Linked DNA regions of Mus musculus: region 1 is linked to region 2. The links are chromatin contacts, called in public Hi-C maps. All regions are on one chromosome and are shown on one strand. The core of a region is the stretch at or near the end of the contact, and the rest is flanking DNA. Distances in the headings are between cores, read along the strand shown. Region 1 has its middle 15 kb from the start of Rmi2. Region 2 overlaps Clec16a (C-type lectin domain family 16, member A).

Region 1 (6,948 bases), core at 1,149-3,648, 140 kb before region 2:
CACAGTGTCTGTGAGAATGCCTGAGCCCATGGGATTTGTCTGCTTTGGTTTGGCTTATCCCTCTGCACCCTTGGTAGTGAGGTCACCTGGCAGTGACAGCTTTGCAAGCCTCCAGGCCTCCACCTCTCCAGTGCTGGATGACAAAGGGGGACGTTACCACTCCCAACTTGAACCTTAATAGGTTCATTTATTTATTGTATATGAGTACACTGCAGCTGTCTTCAGACACACCAGAAGAGGTCATCGGATCCCATTACAGATGGTTGTGAGCCACCTTGTGGTTACTGGGAATTGAACTCAGGACCTCTGGAAGAACAGTCAGTGCTCTTAACCACTGAGCCATCTCTCCAGCCCCCAACCTTAAGTATCAGTTGTGTGACCCTGTATTAAGAAGCCATTCCTGCTTTAGAACCATTCATCTCAGGCAGCTGGGGCAATTCAATGTTTGCATAAAGTGCAGGCTTGGTCAGCCATGGAGCCCGTCAGTTAGGCAGAAGGTACACAAGCCAGTGGGTCCCACACACAGCATAAAACCTGTTCTTGAGCCACGCATCGGTGGTACACATCTTTAATCCCAGCACTCGGGAGGCAGAGGCAGGCGGATTTCTGAGTTCGAGGCCTGCCTGGTCTACAGAGTGAGTTCCAGGACAGCCAGGGCTACAGAGAAACCCTGTCTCAAAAAAAAAAAAAAAAAAAAAAAAGACTTATCCAACCGACAGCAATGAGATCAATCATGGCCCCGGGGAGCGTCAGAGGGGCGGGCTGGGAGGCAGTAAGGAAACCCGCAGCCACACCTTGGCAGTTGTCTGCCAGCGGTCAGAATGCCCCTTTGTGGTTAAACACCCTTAAGGCTGCAAACTAGTTGTCCCCACCACATTAGAAACTAAGGTGCTGGGCTGGCGAGATGGCTCAGCGAGTAAGAGCACTGACTGTTCTTTCAAAGATCCTGAGTTCAAATCCCAGCAACCATATAGTGGCTCACAACCATCCACAATGAGATCTGACGCCCTCTTCTAGTGTGTCTGAAGACAGCTACAGTATACTTACATATAATAAATAAATCAAATTTTGGGCTGGAGTGAGAAGGAAAAAGAAAAAGGTTAAGATCAGAGAGACTTCCCCTTCTACATGGGGAGACACGTTTGAGGGCCGCTTCCTAACCCCACCTTAAGCAGCCTGGAGATCAGGCCTTCCGCTATTGTAAGTCCTAGCTGACCACCTCTCACATGGTGGGACCACTACTGTCAGGAGAGGCCAGAGCTGGGGAGGGCTGGCTCTACACTTGCTGTGGTTAAGGTCTGTCCTCCCTTGGAACATGCCTGTCCTGATTGTCACCAGCACACAGCCTGTGTTGAGCAGGACAAGACCCATGTGTTGGTGAATTTTCATTGTCAGCTTATCTCTGGCGTGTTTCTAGAGAGGTTCAACTGAGAAGCTGCACCCTAAAAGTGGTGGCACCATCTCATTTTCGAGTCTTGGACTGGGTAAAAAGGGGCAAAATGCGCACTCCCCATTCATCTGTTTCTTGTCTATGGATGCCATGTGGCCAGCTGCCCCCAAGCCTACCACGAGGGACTGTGCCCTCCAACGGTGGCCAGAATAAGCCCTTCCTTAAGTTGGTTGTGACAGGTTGTAACAGCAACAAGTAAAGTAGCATAGCACAGGGGCACTTCCCAGCAGACTGAGGTGGCCAGCAGCCCACGCCAGAGGCCTACGTACCAGCAGTTCCGTGGTCAGACTCTGGGCAGGACTAGAGCAAGCTAAGGGCAGGGCCATTCCCCAGCAGTGCTCAGGGATCCAAACTGCCCTTCCTTCCCTGCCAAGCCTCTTCTGGGAGTTCAAGAAAGAATGGGGGGGGGGGGGGGAACGGACCACAAAGCCATGAAATTCTAACAGCAGGGCTGCCTTTTGTTCACGGGCAAGCTCCATGCCCTGTATTTTATCCTGAAACAGGGGACTGCAGGGCACCATTACCCCAAACTCACATACACCAACCCAGCAGCCAAGAGAACTAAGACCCGAGCACTGAGACCAGCCACTGGCCAGACACAGGCCTCGAGTCTTTGTGTTTCCAGGGTCTGAGCCAGAGGAGCCAGGGTGTAGTAGTGGGTCAGCCAATCGTCTGTCCCCAGGAATCCTCAGCACAGGAGAACCCCAAAGGGAAAGAGAAGGTAGGGACCTCTGACTCAGAAGTCTTAGGGTAACTGCCAAGCCAGGTGTGGAGGCATACACCTTTAATCCCAGCTCTCAAAGGCAGAGGCAGACAGTGGATCTCTGAGTCTGAGGCCAGCCAGGTCTACATAGTTATGCCATTATGGTCAGAGCTACAAAGAGAGCCCCTGTCTGAGAATAAATAAAACAAAATATCCCTGCCAAAGGGTGACAGGCCCAAGGAATGAACGTGGTACAGAGGCTGGGAGCCCACAGATCTCAGACCCTTCAGCATCACAGCTTCCTTTCCCTGTCTACGCCCCAAAGACTAAATTCCAAGCCAGAGTCTGGCCTCTCGCTCTGCTAGCCCCAACACCTAGCCCATGCCCCAATCATTATTATTGACAGGGTCCCCAGATGGACCTGGAAACACTTTCACATGCTGGCACGGCATGAAGGGGCTCTTTGCTCCTGCTATCACTGGGGTGACCACCCTGGAGCGATTACACCCTTAAGTCTCTGGGAACTCTCAAGGCTCCAAGCACTGCAGAAAAGATTAAGTCAACTTGGAAGAAACATGTTTTTCCAATTAGCTATAAAACCACCCATGTTGGAACCTTTGCAGCTTTGCCATTACCCAAAATGCCTCTCGTCCTTTTTTTTCCACAAATAATTTCACAAGGTTTTTAAGGGCATCAGCATGAGTGTGGAAAAAAACAGACATAGGGCTCCCATCAGGAAGCCACCAGCAAATGTTCCCTCGATCACCAGCCTTTGAGGGGGGCGGAAGTGAGAACTAACTTCTAGCTGCACTCTTTAGCCCACCTCAGTCAGATCTCATCTACACGTGCAGTTGCACTGATGTTTGAATTGGATTTGTGTTTTATTGCACATTCATATTGGCAAAAAGGCCTTTCTTTGTTGACATTTCTTCCCTGTGCCAAGTCTGGGGCAGCCAGCCAGACGGAGAAGCCAAGATCCTGGAGGAGTCACCAAGCCTGCTGGTCTTAAAGGGCCACACTGCCAACCACACAAGTTGAAGAATGTGGAAAAGCGGATCTATGATCTCTGTGACAGGTGAGCAAACAGGACGTCTGCCCCAGCCAACAAGGTGAATTAAACAAGCTCGGTGTGCTCAAACTTTACAGACAAGAGGCTCGCAGCCTGCTGATTGGTGGTGGAGCCTAGATTTGAAAGCATTGACTGCCTCCAAGACCCGAATTAACTCCTTATGCTGTTGTCCTTCCTGCAGGTCCTGTGGCAGGATCTTAAGAGTCTTTTATACACAAGACTCCCACTTACAAAAGACCCACCTTCTTCCTGGTATTCAAATGCCAATGAAAAGATATTTACTGGTGTAATTTAAGTACCACACTACTTTAAGAAAGGAAAACTTTTAAACCCGGGGCCCAGAGAGGGAAGATAGGAAATTGAGAAACAAGATGATGAGCTGGACACACAATACTGATATGAAGTCAGAGGAGGGCTCTGGGGGACCCCTAGTTTATAAGTGACAAGGAAACAAGCTCTAAGTCCTATTGTTTTGCGTTCTAAATGCTGTCAACAAATAGGACGAAACTTTTTCTGGGTCCCCTCCCCATCCAGTGAGGTTGAGCAGAGAACCCAGCTATGCTGAGAGATACTTGGTTCATGGGAGCAGAGATGGGAAATCTGTTGTTTTAAGTGACTACATGCATGGCGGTGTGTGCTGTATCATCCTAGTGGTCAGACATATGGAAGATGTCATGTCCTCACACACCTCTCCAGGGTAATGGGGCCAACCCAGATTCCCGAGGACCCTGTGGGACAGTCCCTGCTCTACTGGAGCAAAGTAAGAGAAGGGAACTGGTTCGGGAGTGAAACAAACCTAGGTTCCAGCCTCTTGGGGCTTAGTTATGGTCACCCTGACATGTGACATTAGAGCCAGATCATCTGGCAAAAGGCTGTCTGTTGGCTTTCCCCACTGTGGAGGTACAGTTTCTATCCCATTGATCCTGTGAAAGGCAGCCTGTATATTCTATCCACTGTGTCTGGCAACCCCACAAGATACACAAGCCACATTCAAGAACAGCAACCCCATGAGTCTGTCATCCTACACAGCTCAAGACAGTCCAGACGTGTGTTCCAGAACATCTGGTAAAGTCGAATATTCCAGCCAAACAGCAATCACCAACTCTGCTATTCCCTAACATTGTTCTTTTTGAGATAGTCTCATATATTCCAGGCTGAACTCTAATTTGCAATGTAGCCAAGAATGACCTGAAACTTCTGGTCCTCCTGCCCCCCTTCCTAGCTCTGCATGTACATATGCATGAAGTAGGTAAGTGCAGTCAATAATGAGATTTCAAAGCCCTTCCTTTCCTCACCCAATTTGGCCAGAAGGGAGGAGCAGGTGTTTGTAGCTTTGAATTTCCCAGCACAGGGCCTCTGTTTCTTAGGCTGATCTTTGTCCACACCACATCCCTGCTTGTTCAGTTGAGCTAGATGACCTCTGGGGAGGTGGGTTAATGCTACAGTGGGAGGAGGCATTCAGGAACCTTGCTATGAGATAATTGTGCAGCCAGGGGCCAGAATGGCCCTCTTCTCCTGTGATGACACCCTAACCAGAACCTGTGAACACTATCTTAGTTGCAAAATGGACTTTTTCCAACTTAAACAATAAAAGACTTCTATAAGCCTAGGCTGGCCTCTATCTAAGTCACTGAGCAGAAGGTGACCTGAACTTCTGATCCCCCTGTCTCCACCTCCTGAGCGCTGAGACTGCAGGTGTGTACCACTATGATCAGTTTAATGCAATGCTGGGAAATGAACCCTGGGCGTCACGCACACTAGGCAAGTACTCTACTAACTGAGCCACATTCCTTAGCCTCAGAAGTGATTCTTGCGATGAGCTGAGCCTGCATGCATACAGCAGAGATAAGGCAAGCTGTGCAGCAACCAAGGATCTTCCTCCCATTGTCTCCAGACCCAGGGCCCAGCAGGCACTGGGGCTTCATGACAAAGGCCACACTCAGGTGTGGTGGCACACACCTTTAATCTGGGTACTCAGGAGGCAGAGGCAGGACGATCTCTGAGTTTGAGGGCAGCCTGGTCAACAGATTGAGTTCCAGGACAGCCAGGGCTACACAGAGAAACCCTGTTTCAAAATGAAACAAAACAACAAGTCACCTACTGCTTGGATTCCCTTAGCAGCAGAGTAGAGAGTCGTTTACTCTTTCTGACCCCAGGCATTCTTCTCTACAGAGGTCAGACATAAGCCCAGAGGGCTGAGATGTGGTTCCGAGGTAGGGCATTCATCTACATATAGGAAGCCCTAGGTTTCATCCCCAGCACATAATAATAATGCTAAGTCTGTCCATTTGAACTTGTATTTTATTTATTATTATATGTGGATATAAGGGCATACACATGCCATTGACTTATATGGAGGTCAGAGGACAGCTTTCAGGGATAGCTCCCCCCCCCCATCTTTCTGTAGGTTCCCTGAAATGAACTCAGGTCAGTAAGCTTGCCTATAAGCACTGGCAACCTGTCCTCATGATATATATATATCATGTCCCCGATGATAACGAGGACAACCACAATAATTTGAAGTTGCTTATAAAGAGCTTAGTGACTCAGATTCAATCCCAGATACTCAGCTGCCCAGGGAAGTTAGTACGACCTTATCTGAAAGCAAACGGTGCAGAGGGGCTGGGGATGGCTCAGAGACTGAGTGCTTGCCTGGGATGACCCTGGGTTCAGGCCCAAGTGCTAAATACTTCTAAATGCTTATAACTAGACATAGTGGTGCATGCCTTTAATGCCAGCATGCTAGAAGCAGAGACAGGCAGATTTCTGTGAGTTCCAGGCCAGCCAGGGCTACAATTGTGAGAAGTCTCAACAACAACAACAATCATAGTAATTATAATAGCTCATAAAAACAATAAGAGTTGGGCATGGTGGTGCAGTTGAGAGGCAGAGGCAGGACAATCTTTGCAAGTTGGAGGATAACCTGGGCTACTTCAGGAGTTTCAGTTAAGCTTCTACATAGTGACCTAAACAGCCTAAAAAGCCTAAAGAGCTCAGAAAGATGAAGAGACTCACCCAAGGTGAGTCACTTAATAAAAGGGACTAGAGTTGAATGTCAAGTCCATTGAAACCCATCTGGTGTCCAAACTTCCCCCACTCTGCCCCCACCTGTCTGGCCACAATGGGCAGAACTCCCAGGGTGGTTGGCTGTGAAATTTCTTGTGGCCCTATTTGTTCCTTTGCTTCATTTTGTGGCTTTTCATTCTGTGATCTCTGGCTCTCATCCCATTCCCTAGGGCTCAGACCAGACCCAGGCCAAGCAGCAGGGGGTGCTATACTCCACTCTAGAGCAGTCCCAAGGAGCCAACAGGGAAGAATTAAGGTGCTGGCTCTGAAGAACACTGTCCCTAACACCACCAGGCACCTACTAGCTCACGACTTGCCCCTGTGGCCTGCTGGGGCAATGCAAGGCGAGCAGACACACCTCTTAGGCAAAGGATGCTCAGCGCAAACCAAGTATGCAATTGTGCTGGTGTCTTTATCGAGGAAGTCACTGTCCAGGCACACTAGCACTTACTCTTTGCCATGGCCCTTTTATACGTCCAGATCTTTCCTCTCTGAAGAGTACTTTCCTGCCTTCATGCCAGCACCTGCAAGGGACCCAAAATGCTGGCACAGTAGTACATACCTCAGGAGCTGAGGGAAGAGAATCAAGGCCAGCTTGGACTACGTAGTGAGACCCTGTCTGAAAAGGAGAAACAAGGGAAAAACAAAAAACCTGCTCTG
Region 2 (6,747 bases), core at 803-3,302:
TGTGACTCTGTCTAACCTTCTGTCACAGCGGTGAAAAGCTGTGTCACTAGCAGACAGAGAGAGAATGTCATCTTTTGCATAAGATGCCAAATGACACCAAAGACATCAGCAATCTTCAGTAGCCAAAGAGAAGCCTGGAGCACGTTTCTCTTCCACCCTCATAAGGGGCCAATCCTACCTACCTTCCAATCTCATGCTTCTGGCTTTAGAACTGTGAGACAACAAACATCTGTTGTTGAAGCCACCCAGTTCATAACATCTTGTTACAGATGTCTTAGGAAACACAGACAACAGGCTGTGCAGCTGTGAGAGGCGAAGAAGAAGAGGGCTTTATAATGAGAGCCACAGCACGTTAAAGCAAGGGCGTCTGCAGGGGTGGTGACACACACCTCTGTGAGTCCAAGGCTAGCCTGGTCTAATCTACAGAGAGAGTTCCAGGCTACATGGTAAGAATCACAGACACAGCAGTGTGCTCAGTGATACTCACTGCCGCCTGGGCAGTGAAAGTCAGGGGCACTGGACACTTGGATAAAAGGGTCAAGTATCCACTGTGGCATACTATGCAGCCACAGAAAGGAATGTAAATAACATGTAAATAACAACCCAGATTTCTAATTCATGGCAGGGTCTGAGAAAAGCAAGCTTAGAAAGTGCTGCAGAAGTGTGCATGCATAAACTCACAGGGCAGATCGGGAACACCATAGAGATATGGCCCACAGCACCATAACTTCACAAGGCAGACCAGGAGCACCGTAGAGATGCCCACAGCACCTTATCCTGCGCCTCTGTGGCCAGATGAGTCTGGAAATCATCATTCTTAGGTATTAAAAGTCAAGCAGTACACACACACACAAATTATGTCTTGCCCACAGCTGGGCTTTGGTCAGCTGAAACCAAACATTACATTTCCATAGGAAACAAGCATTAACTCTCATTAACTCTACCACAGCTCAGAAACAGTTCAGGGCTGGTTTCACCACCAAATGAGTTAGAAAAAAATATTTTGGTTTTCAGAGCTATTTAGATTTCAGAGCTGTGGAGAAAGACTTATGGCCCTGGGTTGTGGGTGCTCATATGCAATGCAGCTGCATAGGGAAGGGTCTGGAAAGTGGTCAGTGAAACCAGGAAAGAGGGGTGTTAGGGTAGAGTAACTGAGGAGAACAGTCAGAGAAGCCTGCAGGGTATTCTGTAATGTATTAATCTGGGTATGTGTGAGTGTTTGTGTATAGAATGGAGTATATGTGTATTTGTGTGTTGTTTGTATGTATGTATGTATGTATGTATGTATGGCAGAGGTTGATTTTCATTCTTTGTCTTATTTTTTTGTTGTTATTTGGTTTGTTTGTCTGTTTTTCTCATTTGTTTGTCTGGCTTTTTAAGATGGGGTTTCTCTGTGCAGCCCTGGTTGTCCTAGAATTTGTTCTGTAGACCAGGCTGGCCTTAAACTCAGAGATCCACATGCTCTGCCTCCTGAGGGCTGGGACTAAGGCCTGCACCACCACTGCCTGGTTCTTGCCTTAATTTTTTGAGACAGAATTTCTGACTGAACCCGGCAGTCATGGACTGGCTAGATGGCTGGCCAGTGAACTCTAGTGAGCCTCTTGTTCACACGCACCTCCTGCTGTCTCCAGTGCTAAGGTTTATGTGCAAAGATGTGTGCGAAACTAGGCCAGCTTTTCACACAGGTGCTGGGGATCTGCACTCAGGTCCTCTTGGTTGTACAGCAAGCTTTTTACCCACCAGGCCATTGTGCCAGACTGTTTGAAGATTTTTAAGAGCCTCTTGGGCAACCTACACACAGAGACACAGATACACTCAGACACACACACACACAGAGGGCAGGGACAGGCAGTGACCTGCAGTGTTTGCAACTCTCTTGTAATGAGTGCTGGGTGCTTGGGAGTGAGCTGCCTGTAGCTGCAGTTTCATAGGTAATTTTCTGTGTTCACTCACTAAAGCACAAAAATTAAGGCAATGCTGCCTGTAGTCACATGAAAGAGCTGACTGGTCCATCTGTTCCCTTCATGTCAGCAGGGCTTGGTGACCTCTGTGGGGCAAGCTGCCTCCCTGCCCTGCAGCCCTGGCAGTCTCCCACTGGCAGTTCCGCAGTGCTGCCCCGCCCCCATGGCTATGAAATACAGCCCCTTTCCTGACAGCTAACGTGCCCCACTCTGATTCATCATCTCTCCAACTCTCTCTGTCCTTTATTTTCCTGCCCTCTCTGGCCTTTGATTGCTTTTCGGGAGTTTATCATATTGAACTTTTATCCCTTTCCAGGAAACCCTATTATTTTTTTCTTCCCTTTCTCAATTAATAAATAATCGCCAAAGCACTTCTTTGGATAGAAGCACATCCTGCCTTCTGCAAGCAGCAGAGGCTCCTTCTGGAACTCCTGGGGGCCTGTGTGCAGGGCACATCACCTGTCAGACATGCAAAGTACAGAGGCCCATTGCTAGTTACATTGGGGTGGCTGCCAGCTCTTTGCTCATCATCCAAATTGCTCAGTATCCTGGGAGGCAAATGTGTTCTCATGGCCACCCTCAGGGAGGGTCAGCACTGCAGGGGAGGGAGTCCAAGTGGTGATTTTAAGGCATGGATATCAAGTAACTCCCACAGACTTGTATATGGACGGCTTGGACTGCAATGCAGAAATGGTCAGAGGCAGGCCTCCATAGGGGACAAAACAATGGGGTTCTCACTCCATACTGGATTAATCCATTAGTGATCTGACAACTGACTAGGCTACAGTAGGTAAGAAGGGGACGGAGGAAGTGAGATGTGCTTTTGATGGGTAGAGCTCATCTCCGTTCCTCTTCCCCAACTTTTATGACCAGTATCCTGTGACCTCAAGGTGAACAGCTTTGCTGTCTGTCTCAGGAACACTGTGTTCCAACAAGGACAAACAGACATGGGGTCATGTCTGACACTGGATAGGGACTGGGTCCTTGAGACTTAGTGTTTATGTGATGGTTCATCTTGATTGGGATGAAAATTCCTTAAGAGATTAGTAAATATACTCTGGGTGTGTCTGTGATGACATTTATTAGACAATTAGGTAATATGGCATTCACTATCCCATAGGCTGGGGGGACAGATGGAAAAGGCAGGGGAAACCAACAGAACAGGTCTCTCATTGTCAATCTATATTTGTGTGTGCACATGTGTATGTATGCACACGTGCCATAGCAGGAGGGAAGGGTCAGTATTCTCCTACCTCCACTCAGATCATCAGACTTGGTGGCAGGTGCTTTTACTCACTAAGTAATCTTGCTGGTCCATACATGGTCCTGTTTCCTGGATGTAGTGTGGTGAGCTGCCCTTCTCTCACGATGGACTGAATCCCCTGAAAGTACTAGAGAAGTGAAGCCTACCCCTGTGAAGTTATTCATGTCATATGTCACTGTGCAGATGAGCATGGCAGCTGGATGCAGGAACCTCTCAGAAAACAGTCACTGGAGCATGGTACAGTGCCCTTCAGGCTTCGAGTCTTGGCCTCTAGCACATACCCAGCCCTAACTGCCCCCATGGCATCGGGGCTATTTTTTAAAAGCCACTGGTATGAACTGGACAGAGCTGTTGGCACTCTGCCTCTCAGGACCTGAAGTTGCTTCCAGAGCAGTGAGCAGGTACCACAGCTGCCATCTTCTGTCCCACGCCCACAGCGTGAGCTTTGGACAAGCTTCTGAAGTCTCACTAAAGCTCATAGAAGTGGAGCTAATGTCATTCCCAGAAGCCATGCTTCTGAGGTTAGACCACAACCAACCAACTTCTGGAAAGGTATGAAATACAAGCCTACCATGACTTACAGGAAAGAAAAGGGAACAGGAGGCTCTTTTACTGGTAAGAACAGAGGATTTTTTCTTCAGAGTCAAAAAGAATTGGGAAAAAGGCAAATTTAGAAGAGGAAGAGTGCCAGGTGAGTCTGGACTGCTTCAGGGTTTCCAGATTGTCCTGGAATGTACAGCAGGTTCCAAGTTATTTTTTCACATTTGGATGTCTTTAAGGAAAATATGGCCTAAATGGGACACAGATGAGGTAATCCACTTCTTGTGTGCTGCCTGGTGATGGCTTCGTGACAGCCCAGCTAGTTGTAATTGTGGTTTTAACACAATGGTTTTTTTTTTGTTTTGTTTTGCTTTTTTTTTTTTTTTTCAGAGAAAGGGATGTGCTATGTAGCCCAGGCTAGCTTTAAGTTCTTGGCATTTCTACCTCCTCTCCTGAGTTCTGGAATAACCAGAGCATGCCACTGTATCCATCTGATACAATGTTATCCACTACATCTAACTGATTCAATGTCCCCACTGCAGTCCATCCAGGGGCTTTCACTCACAGGGTTGATGTGACTTTTTCTAGGGAGGAAGGGCACTGTACCCTATCTCTCTGAGGGAGTCACGCAAGCCCTTCTCAACCCTACAACCTGCTTTGCTGCTCACTTTCTTATACATGGCATGGTGTGTATCATTCTAGTCAGGTCCAGCCCAGGAACATTCCTCCCAACAGGATTCAACACAGAACAACATTCCAGGTGCTGACATGCTCTTGGATGAAGGGGAAGACTGACAATCACCTCAGGCCAGCTTTTCTGGCCACAGTGGTGGCAAAGGGAGTTCTCTGGCCACTCCAAACAGCTGTGGAGCATCACAGTCTAGGGTTCTACACTCTAGGAGTTGGAATCTAGCATAAGCAGTGAGCATTTCATTACTAGGGATCCAGGCAGCCTATGGGCCAAGCTTCCCTTGTCTGGGACACATGTTGCCTAGATTTGATCCTTCTCCTTAGAGAAGCTTTTCTGAATCTTAAGTTCAGGTAACAGTGCTTTCCTGAATATTATTCCAGCTCTTGGAACAGCACATCAGGGCACTGATTATGACAGGCAGTTCTGGAGCCTCCATGATCCAAAGGGACTGATCTGCTTGGCTTTCCCCTGAATCCCCAGTGAACACTGGCTGACACATACAAGGGAATATACAATGGAGTATTAAAGTTTTGCTGCTCCTTCCCTCCATATTCATTCATTCACCCAGCCACCTCCTTTACATATCCATCCATCCATCCATCCATCCATCCATCCATCTCCTACCCATCTTCCTCTATGTGAGTGTATGCATCTATATACCCATCCAATGTTTATTAAGCACCACCTAGATGCCTGGGATAGAGTCCAGATCCTAGACTCTAGGAGATGGAATTTAGCACTCACCAAAGCCCAGATCTGCCTTCCACAGTTAACATCTGGGTAATGGTTTGAGCAGGATGTGGAGGGGAGAAGATGAGGAAACAGTATGGAGAATGCTGAGTAGGAAGGGGCTTCCCTGGCCTATAGACTGTTGAATTCTCCTTCTAAAAGGAAAAGGCAGGGAAGGGTCACTGGACCCTTGCCCGAGAATCTGGCCACTCCTCCTAGCCATATGTACGGATTGCTGCCTTTGTTGCCTATGGCATGGGGGAGTGTCTTAGGAGGGGCTAGAATATATAGGTTGTGGGGAGCCTAGGTAAGGGGGGTTCTACCTGTGTGGTTATGAGAAAGCCATCATCCATGCTGGATAAAGGCTATCCAGTACAGCTGCTTTGCAATGGTGACACATGTCTTTAATCCCAGCACTAAAGAGCAAAGGCATGGAATCTCTGAGTCAAGGTTTAGCCCGGTCTACATATTGAGTTTCAGGCTAGCCAGGGATCACTATTAGTGAGATCCTGTCTCAAAAAAAAAAAAAATCCTCAAAAAATAAAAAGCCAAACAAACAACAACATCATATGCCCCCATAAGCAAACACAATAAAAAAGAAAACTTGGCCCTCACCTACGAGACAAGTACAGGTGGGTACGTTAAGGATGCCCAGCTTTGAGCCTATGTCCAATCAGTAGATCCAGACACCAGCTGGTCTATATCATGGACAGCCTGACGTGGACTGGCCCTGGTAGTCAATTATTTTCTTGCTCCAAAAGCTTTGTGACTGTCAGCCTGGCTCTTGAAGGCCCCAGTGGTTCACTGGTAAGATGGTTCCACAGGTTAAAGCTCTTAGATTCAGGAAGGTTGCCATAACTCCTGTGAAGCATCAACCTGCTACTTTCTGACAACTCATGTGGTTGTCATATCTTGGCCTCTGTACTGGCTAGTTTTGTGTCAACTTGACACAGATGGAGTTATCACAGAGAAAGGAGCTTCAGTTGAGGAAATGCCTCCATGAGATCCAACTGTAAGGCATTTTCTCAATTAGTGATCAAAGGGGAAAGGCCCCTTGGGGGTGGGACCATCTCTGGGCTGGTAGTCTTGGTTCTATAAGAGAGCAGGCTGAGCAAGCCAGGGGAAGCAAGCCAGTAAGGAACATCCCTCCATGGCCTCTGCATCAGCTCCTGCTTCCTGACCTGCCTGAGTTCCAGTCCTGACTTCCTTTGGTGATGAACAGCAGTATGGAAGTGTAAGCTGAATAAACCCTTTCCTCCCCAACTGCTTCTTGGTCATGATGTTTGTGCAGGAATAGAAACCCTGACTAAGACAAATTGGTACCAGCAGAGTCGGGTATTCCTGTGACAACCTGACCATGTTTTGGGGAGGACTATGGAAGGACTTTGGAACTTTGGGCCAGAAGATCCATTCGCTGTTAAGAGCTCTGTCGGATGTTGTGTAGGAGCTTGGAAGATAATGTTGAGAACAGTGCAGTAAAATGGAGGCCTGGCTTGTGAAATTTCAGAGGGAAAATTAAAAGACTCTTTTTAGGGCCATTGCTATTTTGGATTGTGAAGATT

What was found. Hi-C and Micro-C count contacts between places; a contact is called where the count stands out from the background.
Region 1: a Hi-C map of uterus shows a contact between it and region 2. The contact joins two enhancer-like sites. A contact is called at or near these places in 1 of 15 datasets of contacts at CTCF or cohesin (CD8 T cells), 5 of 484 Hi-C or Micro-C datasets (Th2 cells, group 2 innate lymphoid cells, macrophages and 2 more) and 1 of 115 datasets of contacts at active chromatin or transcription factors (CD8 T cells).

Annotation. Positions count from the first base shown.
Region 1 is chr16:10,846,266-10,853,213 of GRCm38.p6, reverse strand. No RefSeq gene overlaps it. Among named protein-coding and RNA genes, the nearest start is that of Rmi2, 15 kb to the right of the region's middle. Within about 2 kb of position 2,398, at least 83 of the 459 cell types and tissues checked have an H3K27ac peak or open chromatin away from gene starts, as enhancers often do. A contact at or near this core is called in uterus, where this site is marked.
Region 2 is chr16:10,708,961-10,715,707 of GRCm38.p6, reverse strand. The region is part of intron 21 of Clec16a (C-type lectin domain family 16, member A); the gene reads right to left. Among named protein-coding and RNA genes, the nearest start is that of Gm15558, 29 kb to the right of the region's middle. Within about 2 kb of position 2,052, at least 29 of the 459 cell types and tissues checked have an H3K27ac peak or open chromatin away from gene starts, as enhancers often do. A contact at or near this core is called in uterus, where this site is marked.